Regions from separate parts of the Mus musculus genome. Here all the other regions are linked to region 1. Evidence: chromatin contacts called from public Hi-C and Micro-C data. All regions are on one chromosome and are shown on one strand. Each heading gives the region's core, a stretch centred on a gene start, on an enhancer-like site or on the middle of the called end of the contact. The rest is flanking DNA. Distances are from core to core; before and after follow the strand shown. Region 1 holds the start of Peg3 (paternally expressed 3). Region 2 holds the start of Zfp954 (zinc finger protein 954). Region 3 holds the start of Zfp28 (zinc finger protein 28).

What was found. Hi-C and Micro-C count contacts between places; a contact is called where the count stands out from the background.
Region 2: a contact with region 1 is called in a Hi-C map of embryonic stem cells, with 2.8 times the contacts expected there. The contact joins the promoter of Zfp954 here to the promoter of Peg3 in region 1. A contact is called at or near these places in 1 of 39 promoter capture datasets (liver), 1 of 15 datasets of contacts at CTCF or cohesin (the NIH/3T3 cell line), 4 of 484 Hi-C or Micro-C datasets (the N1E-115 cell line, adipose-derived mesenchymal stem cells, cerebral cortex and 1 more) and 6 of 115 datasets of contacts at active chromatin or transcription factors (astrocytes, embryonic stem cells, epiblast stem cells and 2 more).
Region 3: a Micro-C map of embryonic stem cells shows a contact between it and region 1, with 6 times the contacts expected there. The contact joins the promoter of Zfp28 here to the promoter of Peg3 in region 1. A contact is called at or near these places in 1 of 39 promoter capture datasets (neural stem cells), 2 of 15 datasets of contacts at CTCF or cohesin (the NIH/3T3 cell line and embryonic stem cells), 11 of 484 Hi-C or Micro-C datasets (LSK cells, Sertoli cells, cardiomyocytes and 5 more), 15 of 115 datasets of contacts at active chromatin or transcription factors (the NIH/3T3 cell line, cardiomyocytes, embryonic stem cells and 5 more) and 3 of 9 other capture datasets (adipose tissue, liver and pancreatic islet).

The regions. Positions count from the first base shown.
Region 1 is chr7:6,728,708-6,732,132 of GRCm38.p6, forward strand. It overlaps Peg3 (paternally expressed 3), which reads right to left and starts at 1,712. Exons shown (of 9, transcript NM_008817.2): 1 at 1,551-1,712. It overlaps Usp29 (ubiquitin specific peptidase 29), which reads left to right and starts at 1,876. Exons shown (of 8, transcript NM_001360502.1): 1 at 1,876-2,595.
Region 2 is chr7:7,119,702-7,123,126 of GRCm38.p6, forward strand. It overlaps Zfp954 (zinc finger protein 954), which reads right to left and starts at 1,775. Exons shown (of 5, transcript NM_172738.3): 1 at 1,522-1,775. The coding sequence starts at 1,599.
Region 3 is chr7:6,381,648-6,385,072 of GRCm38.p6, forward strand. It overlaps Zfp28 (zinc finger protein 28), which reads left to right and starts at 1,671. Exons shown (of 7, transcript NM_175247.3): 1 at 1,671-1,954; 2 at 2,528-2,619. The coding sequence starts at 1,747. Zfp78 (zinc finger protein 78) reads left to right here. Exons shown (of 5, transcript NM_001025163.1): 5 at 1-958.

The DNA of each region.
Region 1 (3,425 bases), core at 462-2,961:
CTGCCACTCCCTTCTTCACCATCAGCCAGCAAAGATGGCGTCAGGGTAGGTGGGGCTTTGTGGTGACTCAGGATTATAAAGCCCCTCCTTATAGCCCGCCTCTATGCAGCATGCCCGTCCAGCTGTCATTCAAGATACCTGCAGAGCATCGAAGCCCCGCCCTTGGCCAGGAAAGATGGCGCCAGGATGGGCGGAGCTATGAGGCCTTGTCATTCAGAATAATAACCCCTCCCTAAAGCCCACCTCCTGCAGCCATCTGGGCTGTCACTCATGATGGCACCTATTACAGTTTCTGTCTGTGGCGCGGGTATAACCAGCAAAGGTGAACAAGGTCCTGTTGTCTGTCAGTCACTCAGGACGATAGCCTCTCCCTCCAGACAACCGGGCGACACTTTTTAACTCTTCATAAACCCCACAGTGCTCCTCATAAATGGAGCCAGATACAGTCCAGGGTCAAAAGACCCGTCACTTGATGTCAATTTGAGGCTCTGCAACCAAAATCTAGCCACAGAAAAATGGATTGTTTGAGCCTGCCGTTCCATCCTTTAAATGGAAGGCCGCGAGATGGCAGCATTCGTGCGGCAAACTAAGACTGAGTGAGGGTCTAGGCCACTCGGCCAGTCAGATAAGCCGACAACTGGGGTGCATCTTTACTGCCAACTAGCAAAGGAAGAGCCAGAGGAGCTAGCACCCCATAGACTCAAGCCACTTCGGCCTTTTAGTCTCTTTATCTGATGCTAAAGCGGCGCCTGCGCGGCAAATCCGCGGTCATTTCAAGATGGCGCCAAGCGGGCTGGGCCTGCTGAGTCCGCCATGGCCCCGCCCCCACCATAGGCAGCCAATCAGGATAAGCCTGTGCAGCAAACCTGTCTCCACCCTCCAAGATGGCGCCAACTGGGTGGAGCCGAAAAGTATCTCACAGCTTCTGCTTTAGTCCCGCCCCTAAGCTGCCCTCAGCCCCGCCCACCGCCACTGCGGCAAAACAAGACCCGCCCCCAAGAACAGTGCCGCGCTTAGCGGTAGATGGCTAGATTGCGAAGACCCTGCCAGCCAGACGACCTGGCGATCGGGTTAACCGCATAGCCCTTAGACTTTGCTGAGCAAAGAAAATGAAACCACAGAAGAGGTTGCTCAGAGACGGCACTCTGATGTCCACTGTGGTGGTCTTGTAACAGGACTTCTGCATCATCTGCGTGGCTGGCCACGCAGATGAGACAGGGAGCCTGGATTCTCCCGGGATTCTGGGTGGTTCACACCTAAAGCCCTAAGACCCTAAGATCGCGGGACCCTGAGGCTCCGAGGCCTGGACCTATAGAATACCTCTTTAAATCCCTGTCACCTAAATGGCATCCCTGCGGCAACACGGCCGCTCCGTGGTGATTCCCCCTTCCCGAAGGCGCAGTCTGCAGCCTTGTCAGTTACCCTTGGGAGCCGTGATATGGTCTGCCGCCCCTGGCCCGCGGCAACGCACCCCAAACACCATCTGAACTCTGCAGACGGTATCTAAGAGGGTGCATGCTGCAGAGCAGCCAGGTGGCCGGCTGACTCACCTCCCGGAGCACAGCACTCTACGCACACACCCCGACCAGGGTCGGCAGTCTAGTGCACCCACACTGAACCGGGCGCCCGGCGGCGCCACCAGCCCAGGGTGGACATCTCTCCGCTTCTCCTCCGATGCTCGTCCTCCCGCGACTCCTGACTCCCCAGCGTCTGCAGCAAGGGCTGCGGGACACCTCCTTGTCAGGGTCCTCTGCAGAGGCGGAGCTTCCTCTCTAACCAATCCAAGACCCCATTCCCCGCTTTGGGCCCTCACCACGCCTCCCACACCCTGCCAATCAGACTGCTGTTGTCAAGGCAACAGCTTGGCGCCAAGGCACGGAGTTGACGTCAACGGAGTCAGTGTTAGGGGCCCCCAAGCAGAGTCTGGAAAAGGGGGATGGGATGTGGGTGTGAAGGGATGCAGCCCCCCCAAAAGAAATCGGGGTGAATCAGAAATACCTACTAATGATGCCCCAATGCAAAACCTGAGAAGAGAGAGAGGGAAAAACGACAAGCATATATTTGTCTAAAATCGGGAAAAAAGAAAAACCATGAAAAATCGAGACAGAAACACATACGTTGAGGTCTAACCACGAACGATAAAGGTGGAAGAAAGGACTTTTCTGCCTGCAACACCCAAGCACTAAGCTAATTTCCTTAATAAACGAAGAGCTATTGGAAACCAACAAGGGAAGGACAAAAGCAAAGCAAAAAAGGGGGCAAAAGAGACCGCAAGTCACAGGACAATGCAAATGGCTGGAAGAATCTTGACCTGACTGTCTGCATAGCGAAACGCCAACCTGAGATACCGGGTGAAGGCGGTTTATGGCAGCGCGCTGAATCGCATGTGGTCAACCATCATTGCGTGAATCCACTGCATAGAATAGCAAGAAATTGCGAGGAGAGCAAGCAGGTAGATTACCAAGCCTGCCTCTGATAGAAGACATTCCTATGTCACCAGGAAAAATAACGGAGGTATCGCTGCCATAAAGGACCTGGATCGGAATAGATCCCAATGAAATAAAACCCGTTGCCGAAGTTTGTAGAAACGAAATGGTAAGTGGTTTTTTTTTTCTTTCTCTCTTTCTTTCTCTCTCATTTATTTCTTTGTTAAAAAATATACAAATGTGGGCAAAGCTTCTGGAACAATTTGCAAAAAAAAAATTTTTAACTGGTTACCTCTAGGAAAAGGAATGGGGGAGGGGAGAACAGACTACAGAAAGATGATTTTGGCTTTATTCTCTGTGCCCATGAATTTCCTTGGCAGATAAATGGTATTTCTTCCCTGGCAGTAAAATCGATGAATTATTAAAAGTTTGTTAATGTACTATTGATGGAACCATTTCACTGCCAAGAAATTTAAGGGAATAAGCACAGGTGTGTGAAAGACTAATTACAGGGGTATTTACGGAGCATCTTTTCTTATGACTAAGAATGTACTCTGCAGAACAGATTTGAATTCCAGTAAATCCACAAATTGTATTTTTGTGTGTCTGCTAAAACTCCGGGTTGTATTTTTTATTAGACACGTAAAATGCACTGTTTTAATTTTAAAGGAAAAAATGCAAGACCGTGGTCCATGGGTTAAAAGCGATTTTACCTAAGAGCATAGCTAATCTGATACCTCGGATTCAGTTTTATATTTATACTGAAAGACTTAGCCGTGCTTGCTTGCTTGCTTGCTTGCTTGCTAGATGATAGTGAAGTGGTGGGTTTATGGATAGGGTATGCAGTTTTAATTCCCCAGTCCTGAGATGGGGTTTCTCACCTCACACAGATTCATAAGCATAAAACATGAATGAACAAGGCATACCGCGCAAGTGAATGTAACACTATGCTTAGGTCTTTGACTATTCATTCTGCTCCCCGGGAGAGCTGTTTAAACA
Region 2 (3,425 bases), core at 525-3,024, 390 kb after region 1:
ATTATCATTATCATGGTGGGAAGCAGACTGGTGTGGTACTGGCACAGTAGCTGATGTGAGCTTTGCGTCCTAATATAGATGCAGCAGGAAAGAGGGGTGGGGTTCGGGCAGAGAGAGACACTAGCCTTGGCAAACTCTCCCAGCTACACACTTCCTTTAACAAGGCCACACCTCTTAGTTTTTCTCAAACAGTGCCACTCCCTGGTGACTAAGCATTCAAATACATCAGCCTATGGAAATCATTCTCATTAATACCGCCACACAATCCTAGCTCAAAAGGAAAGTGATTGCACCAAACTGAGTCCTATGCGTGAAGTACTCAGTACAGCTGTTTCCTATGCACCTCACTAATGCTTGTGTCGAGAATTTCACAAACACACAATTGTTTTAGAATGTATAGGTTTATCTATATACAATTGGGAGGCAGGTGGTGGTGGCTTTCATCTTTAATCCTATACAGAAAAAGCCTGTCTCAAAAAACCAAAAAAGATGTCAGGCAGTGGTGGCACGCTCCTTTAATGCCAGAACTAGGGAGGCAGAGACAGGTAGATCTTTGAGTTCAGGGCTAGGCTGATTTACAGAGAGAGTTCCAGGACAGTCAGGGCTACACAGAGAAACCCTGTCTCTATAAAAAGCCAAGGGGAAAATGAAAAAAAAAAGTTATTGGGTAAGCATGGTGTGCATCCCTTTAACTGCAACACTTGGAAGGCAAAGGAAGGCAGATCTCGGAGACTGAGGCAAGCACTGGCTACATAGGCCAGCCAGACCTGAGTTCCAGGGGGAAAAGTAGTTAACACAGCAGACTTTAGTTAAATGCTGAATGTTTTCACATAAGTAAGTAAGTAAGTAAGTAAATGAATGAATGAATAATAAAAGGGAAAGAAAGTACTACTTTAAAGTCAAACAAGCAGGAAGTGGGAGGTCCTGCCTTTAATCCAATCACTCTAAAGGATTGCAAGTTTGATTCTAGCCTCGTTTACATAGCCTCGTTTACATATGTCTCAAAAAAATTCAGATATTTGAAGACTAATCTCTCCCTCTATGGTCTACAACCCTAACTGCTGCATTAGTCCACAGCATTTACCTAAGGATTCATAGATCTCTGTCTCCATCCACATAACTTCATCCTTGCTCAATATTCCCCCGGAGATGCTTGGGAAAGTTTGAATAGATCAAGTTTCACCTCTGTTCAAATCTTCCATGGCTACCAGTCTCTCTATAAACAAAAGTCAGGTCCTTAGGGGTACTGGGCCCTTTTTCCCTCATCTAAAACGCCAGTAGAGGTCACCCCAGGGCTCTGTCTCCGAGCTCAGGCCCGCCCACAAGCCTTGGGAGGTACAGTCCAACAGGCACTGTGAGTCAGAGGGGATGGCTCTAGCGATCTAGCACACAGATGTCAAAAAACATTATTTCGTTCATCCGTACCCTACAGTCGGGGACATGAACGTCTGCCCTGTTGGCTCCTGACCCAGATCTCAGTGCTCTAGAACTCAGGTAGGTGGGCGATCACTAGGCACTCACCTGGGGCAGGGCTCCACCCGCAGCCTCCACAATCACCATCGGGCTCCAGAGGATGGTGGGGCCCTGGGAAGTCGCCATCCGCACTCGAAGCCTGGATCAGATCACACGAGCTGTCGCAAACCTCAGATCCGTCTCTGTGACGGGGGACAAACGCTTTTAACGTGCCGGCTTTCCTGCCATGGCCAAAGCAGATGACACCAGTTTTCTGTGAGCCATACTGACGGGTCCAGGAAGTTACAAAGAACCTCCAGCACGCAAAGCCAAAAGTCCCGCCCAACGGTTCTCGCCGTCGCTGAAATGCCCATTTTCATTGGCTGAGTTTCATGCAATGTTTTCTGGGCAATGTAGTTCATGCAGGAGCAAATTTCTGCGATCCGGACACAACTGCCCTGCTTGACAAGACCAAGTTTCAGTGGATTTCTTGGCACTGGCGTGGAGACTATTTTCTCCACACCGTTTTCTACCTTAGGTGAGTTAGATGTGGATTAGAAATAGTAGAGGCTGAGTCACAAGGTCAGGCTTGCTGGAACTCTTAAATTACAGAACTGCAGGCAGAGGCAGGTAGATTTCTGTGTTTTCGAAGCTGTCATAGTGTGTTCCAGGCCAGACAGGGCTACATAGTGAAACCTTGTTTTATTTGATGTCTAGAAATACAGGAGACGGGCAAAGTTGAATTTTGCATTTGAGACATTTGCCTTGTGTGAAATGATACTCGCCAGGTTCGTGGGCTAATAAATACAGAAATGGTGACCATGGAAGAGGGGAAAAGGACATGTTTGGATTGGATTCAAAGATTCCTTCACCACAGGACTCTAGATTCAGACACTTCTCACACCACTATGGAGTCGTCAGGATTAATGCTTCTATTGTGCTAAGAGAAAATTAAAGGAACATTTAGGAACATTTAGGAAGCTTTGCTGTACTCCCCCCCCCCCCCAAGACTGCTCTGGAAAATGCGAACACGGGCGTATCTGTAATCATGACAGTGTCCGCAGAAGTCCTGTTAATTTCATGCATATCGCTTCTCCACTTTCCCCTTCTGCAACTGTCCCGGTTTCCCATGGTCCACATTGTCTGAACTACAATACCCAGAAGAGATGGCTCATACACCTTTAATTCCAGCACTTGAGAGGCAGAGACAAATGGATCTTGGAGTTCAAGGCTAACTTTCTCTACAGAGCAATTTCCAGTAATACACAAGAAACCCTTTTACTAAAAGAAAAACAAGGTTGGAAGGTAGGAGCGGAGATAGGTTTTGTCTTCTGACATCTGGACAAGTCTGAAATCTGCTGCCTTAGTGTGACTGATTCTAAGCCTTAAGTAGGAATGCCTCTATTCATGAGCCTCTCAGGTCAGCTGGGTCAGCTGGGCTGCAAACTCTTGATGCAGATGAGATGGTACATGGTCCCCGGTCTACTGATGTTACAGAACCCTGGGGTCTGGATAATGAGCCCAGGCACAGGGCTGATGTCCCTGATAGCAATCCAGTCCTAGAAGGTTGTTTTTATTGTTTTTATTTTTACTCTCCTGAAGATTGTATTTCCTTTCTGTGCCAGTACTACTCCTGTAAACATGTGAACATTACTAAGATACTCCAGACTTTCTGCAAGCAATGTGGCAAGCACCAGCTCCACAAAGTGGTACAGTATAAGATGGACAAGGATTCTTTGTCCAAGGAAAGTGGCCTCACAACAGAACAGAGTGACAATAGTCAGATGTAGCCTGCTCTTTGCCTAAAGGCTGAAATAGCATCTAGTGCTTTTAACTGCTGAGCAATCACTCCAGCCCTTCTTGGATTTTGTTTTTTTTCTTTTGTTACCCTTTGATTCAAGCCAGGACAACGAGTGACAAAACAAGTTTCAATGACTAAATTGAAGTCCCCTATGTTACATATATTAAATATC
Region 3 (3,425 bases), core at 421-2,920, 350 kb before region 1:
AGCGGATGTACATACAGATAGAGCATCATTTACATAAAATAATAAACCAACCTTTCAAAAAATCTTTGTGGTGACAATGCTGCAATATTGTTTTTGCTTAAGAATTTTTTAGTATAAAATTTCCTTCTGGTTATATGAGGTGTTTGTGAAGCATAAATGGTTTTATATTTAGATGTTGGTTTCTTTTCTAAAATATTTCATTACGGTATGCACATATTTACCACTCAGAAAAAAAAATAACACTTTTGTTCTCAAACATTTTATATAAAGAATATTCTGCTTGCTCAGCGGTAGTGACACACACTTTTAAAACCAGCCCTTCCAGAGGCAGAGGCAGGCAGATCTCCGAGTTCGAGGCCAGCCTGGTCTACAGAGTGAGTTCCAGAACATCCAGAGCCACACAACACTCTCTCAGATGATAACTGAATGACAAAAATAGGCAGCTCACAGTCCTAAATGGGACATTCTTGTATACCTTCTCAAGGGTCTGGGAACATCGTATTAGACGAAGGAGAAAGAATGTAAGAGTCTGAGAATGGCAAGGAGTGCTGTGGAATGGTTTTGGGCATGTTGTGCTCATGAACTCATAGAAACTGATTACCAGCACAAGATTGCTGGTAATTACCAGCGCCGATCAATATTATAGCCATTGATAGAGGAAGGGCGTACCCCTCCACACCTAGCTGAGGAGCTATAAGCAAATGATGGCAGCTGAGAGAGTGGGAGTCATTTTTCTTTGGGGATGTGGCCTCTGGTAGATTGTTCATGTCACACTCCACTGGTATACTGGTAGGCGGCACTAACAGGGCTATATTTAAAAAAAAAGTGTGGTGGGGTGGCAAAAGGAATGTGGAAGTATTGGGGATGGTTGGGAGAGGAGATGTGTTGGATATGATCAAGATACAGTATATATACATGTATGAAACCGACAAAGAATAAACTGCGCTCCCCTCACCTCACCCCGCTTCCCCGTTTCTCTGTGTAGCCCTGACTGTCCTGGAACTCGCTCTGCAGATCAGGTTGGTCTCGAATTCTGAGATCCGGCTGTCTCTTACTCCCGGGCACTGCGATTAAAGGCAAGAGTGAACATATTAAAGAGGCACCGCAGAAGAAAACCTGGGGAAACCTGCAGACCTAAAACTTGGTAGTACATACAGAGGGGCATTTTGAACACTAGGCACTAAAGTCGAGGTGGTCTAGTGGAGAGGTGAAGATTGCAATGGCAGCAACTGAATCCCAAACTGAAAAGTACATGCAACCAGAACCACTGTGGACTTGCCAAAAGCCCGCATTGCCCCAGCCCAATTCACAGCATCCTCCAACTCCCCTTCCTCCAAACAACCTCAAATCGCGCGCCACTAGCCCTGCCGCTGCACTCGTACGCTCCAATTGTCACCAGGACTCCCAGAAGCCTCTGAGGAACTGTTTTGAATTTCGCGGGACTCGTGTTTCCGGCAGGGTCCCGCGGTTCTCCCACAGGGTCTTGTAAAAACCAGCTGGGCTCTAAAGGATTTCTCCGCTGGGGACTACACTTCCCAGGGGGCCTTGTGCTCAAGCAAAGTCCACTTCCGGTGCGTTCCGGAGGAACTGCCTGAGGGTCCGATCTTTTAGGGCGGGGTTGGGCAGGGCGAGGGCGTGGCTGGCGAGGGCGTGGCGGGCGTGGGTGTTGCCGGGGGTGTGTCCCTGAGCAGCGGCCTTGAAGGGTGTCTGCAGCCTGGCTAGGAGAGCGTGCGCCCCTCGCGTGACATGCAGGGAATGGCGAGTGTAGTGTCATGCGAACCCTGGGCCCTCCTGGGGCGTGGCGCCCTCTGCACAAAGGCCAGGCCTGGTGGAGGTCCGGCGGCGGGGACTGTAGTTGCTCCTGGGAGCCCCGACCGGGGAAGGCCGCGCTCCAGGAACAGCCTGGCCTCCCAGGATCAGCAAGGAGCAGTGACCTCGGGGACCGCGCACAAAGGTGAGTGTCATGTTTCTGGGCTGAGTGGACAAAGATGAATCTATTCTGGGTGTGAAGGAAGGGTAAGGTCCGATGGTTCTCGAGGCCTTGGTGCTGGAGATGGTGTCTCTGGGCGCGTGATTGTGATGGTTAAATAACCAATCCTCGAAAGCTCAACTTGAGGCAGAGAAGTCAGGCAGAGGTGCTGGAGGGACGTTGACAACTACAGGGTCAACTTAGTTTAGACTTGTATCCATGTCAATGCTTCAAGAAATGAAACTCCCAGTGCGACAAGAGATGGCTTAGCCATTGTACTTGTTCCTCTTGCAGAGGTTCCTAGCACCCACATAGTGAGTCACAACCATCCCTAACTCCTATTGCAGGGGATAGAACATTCTCCTCTGAACTTTGTGGGCATCAGGCACACACACGTGGTGCACATATATTCATGCAAGTAAGACGAGAAAAGAGACAACCTGATTCCACATCCTACCCTGTCCTTACTCCCGCACAGGGTAATAAGGGTTTGGCATCTCTGCTCATGCACGGTGTAGTCTCGTGTAGATTTGGTGTCTAGTCCTTCCTTTCCTCCAGCTCTGTTTTCCAGAGATACCAACTTCCTCCAGGAGATAAACCGCAAACAGGAAGCTGCCCCTACAGGGACTAGACATAAAGCCAAGTCGCAGGTGAGTCACATTTCCTCTTTGCTTCCTGAAACAGTCTTGCCTTTTCAATACTTAATGGTGTTTATTTTCTGTGAAAAGTTTTCAGTTTAAGAGACCTGTCCTGGGTGCTGTTTCTTCCTACTCCGGTGAGTGATGGGCTACAGGGCTAGCTTCAAACTGATTCTCTTTCCTTTTCATCCCAACTGTTCCTTCTTGGTTGAAGAAATGATTCATCCCTTTCATTGTCCCATTTATCTCAGAAGGGTTTTTTTGTTTGTTTGTCTTTTGTTTTGGATAAGGTCTATCTACATAGCTCTGGCTGCCCTGCAACTCACTATGTACACTATATAGACTAGGCTGGTCTTGAACTCACAGAACTCTGCCTGCCTCTTATGAGTGCAGGAATTAAAGGTGTTTCCCATCATATTCTTCTGATTCTTATGTTCAGAAACGCTGCAGTGCTTCCACCTGGTTTCTATGATGCTCACCTTGGAGGAGAAATATATTGTGGTTAAGGCTTGCTTAGGGGGTTGAAGAGAGGGTTCAGTGGGCAAGAGTACTTCCTCTGGAAGCACAAGGACCTGAGTTTGAATCCCAAGTGCCTGTGTAAGAAGGGAAGTATGTTCCTGTAGACTGGAATTTCCAAGCAGAGGCAGATACATTTATAGAGCTCTCTGGTCAAGTCAGCTTAGTCAAAAATGTAAACTTCTAATTCAGTGGGAAAACCTGTCTCAAAGCAGTAATGCAAGGAGCTCAGCATTCTGGTTATGACAAGAACACAGGAAGCTGGACACTCATATACAACACACACACCCCCCACAATTTTT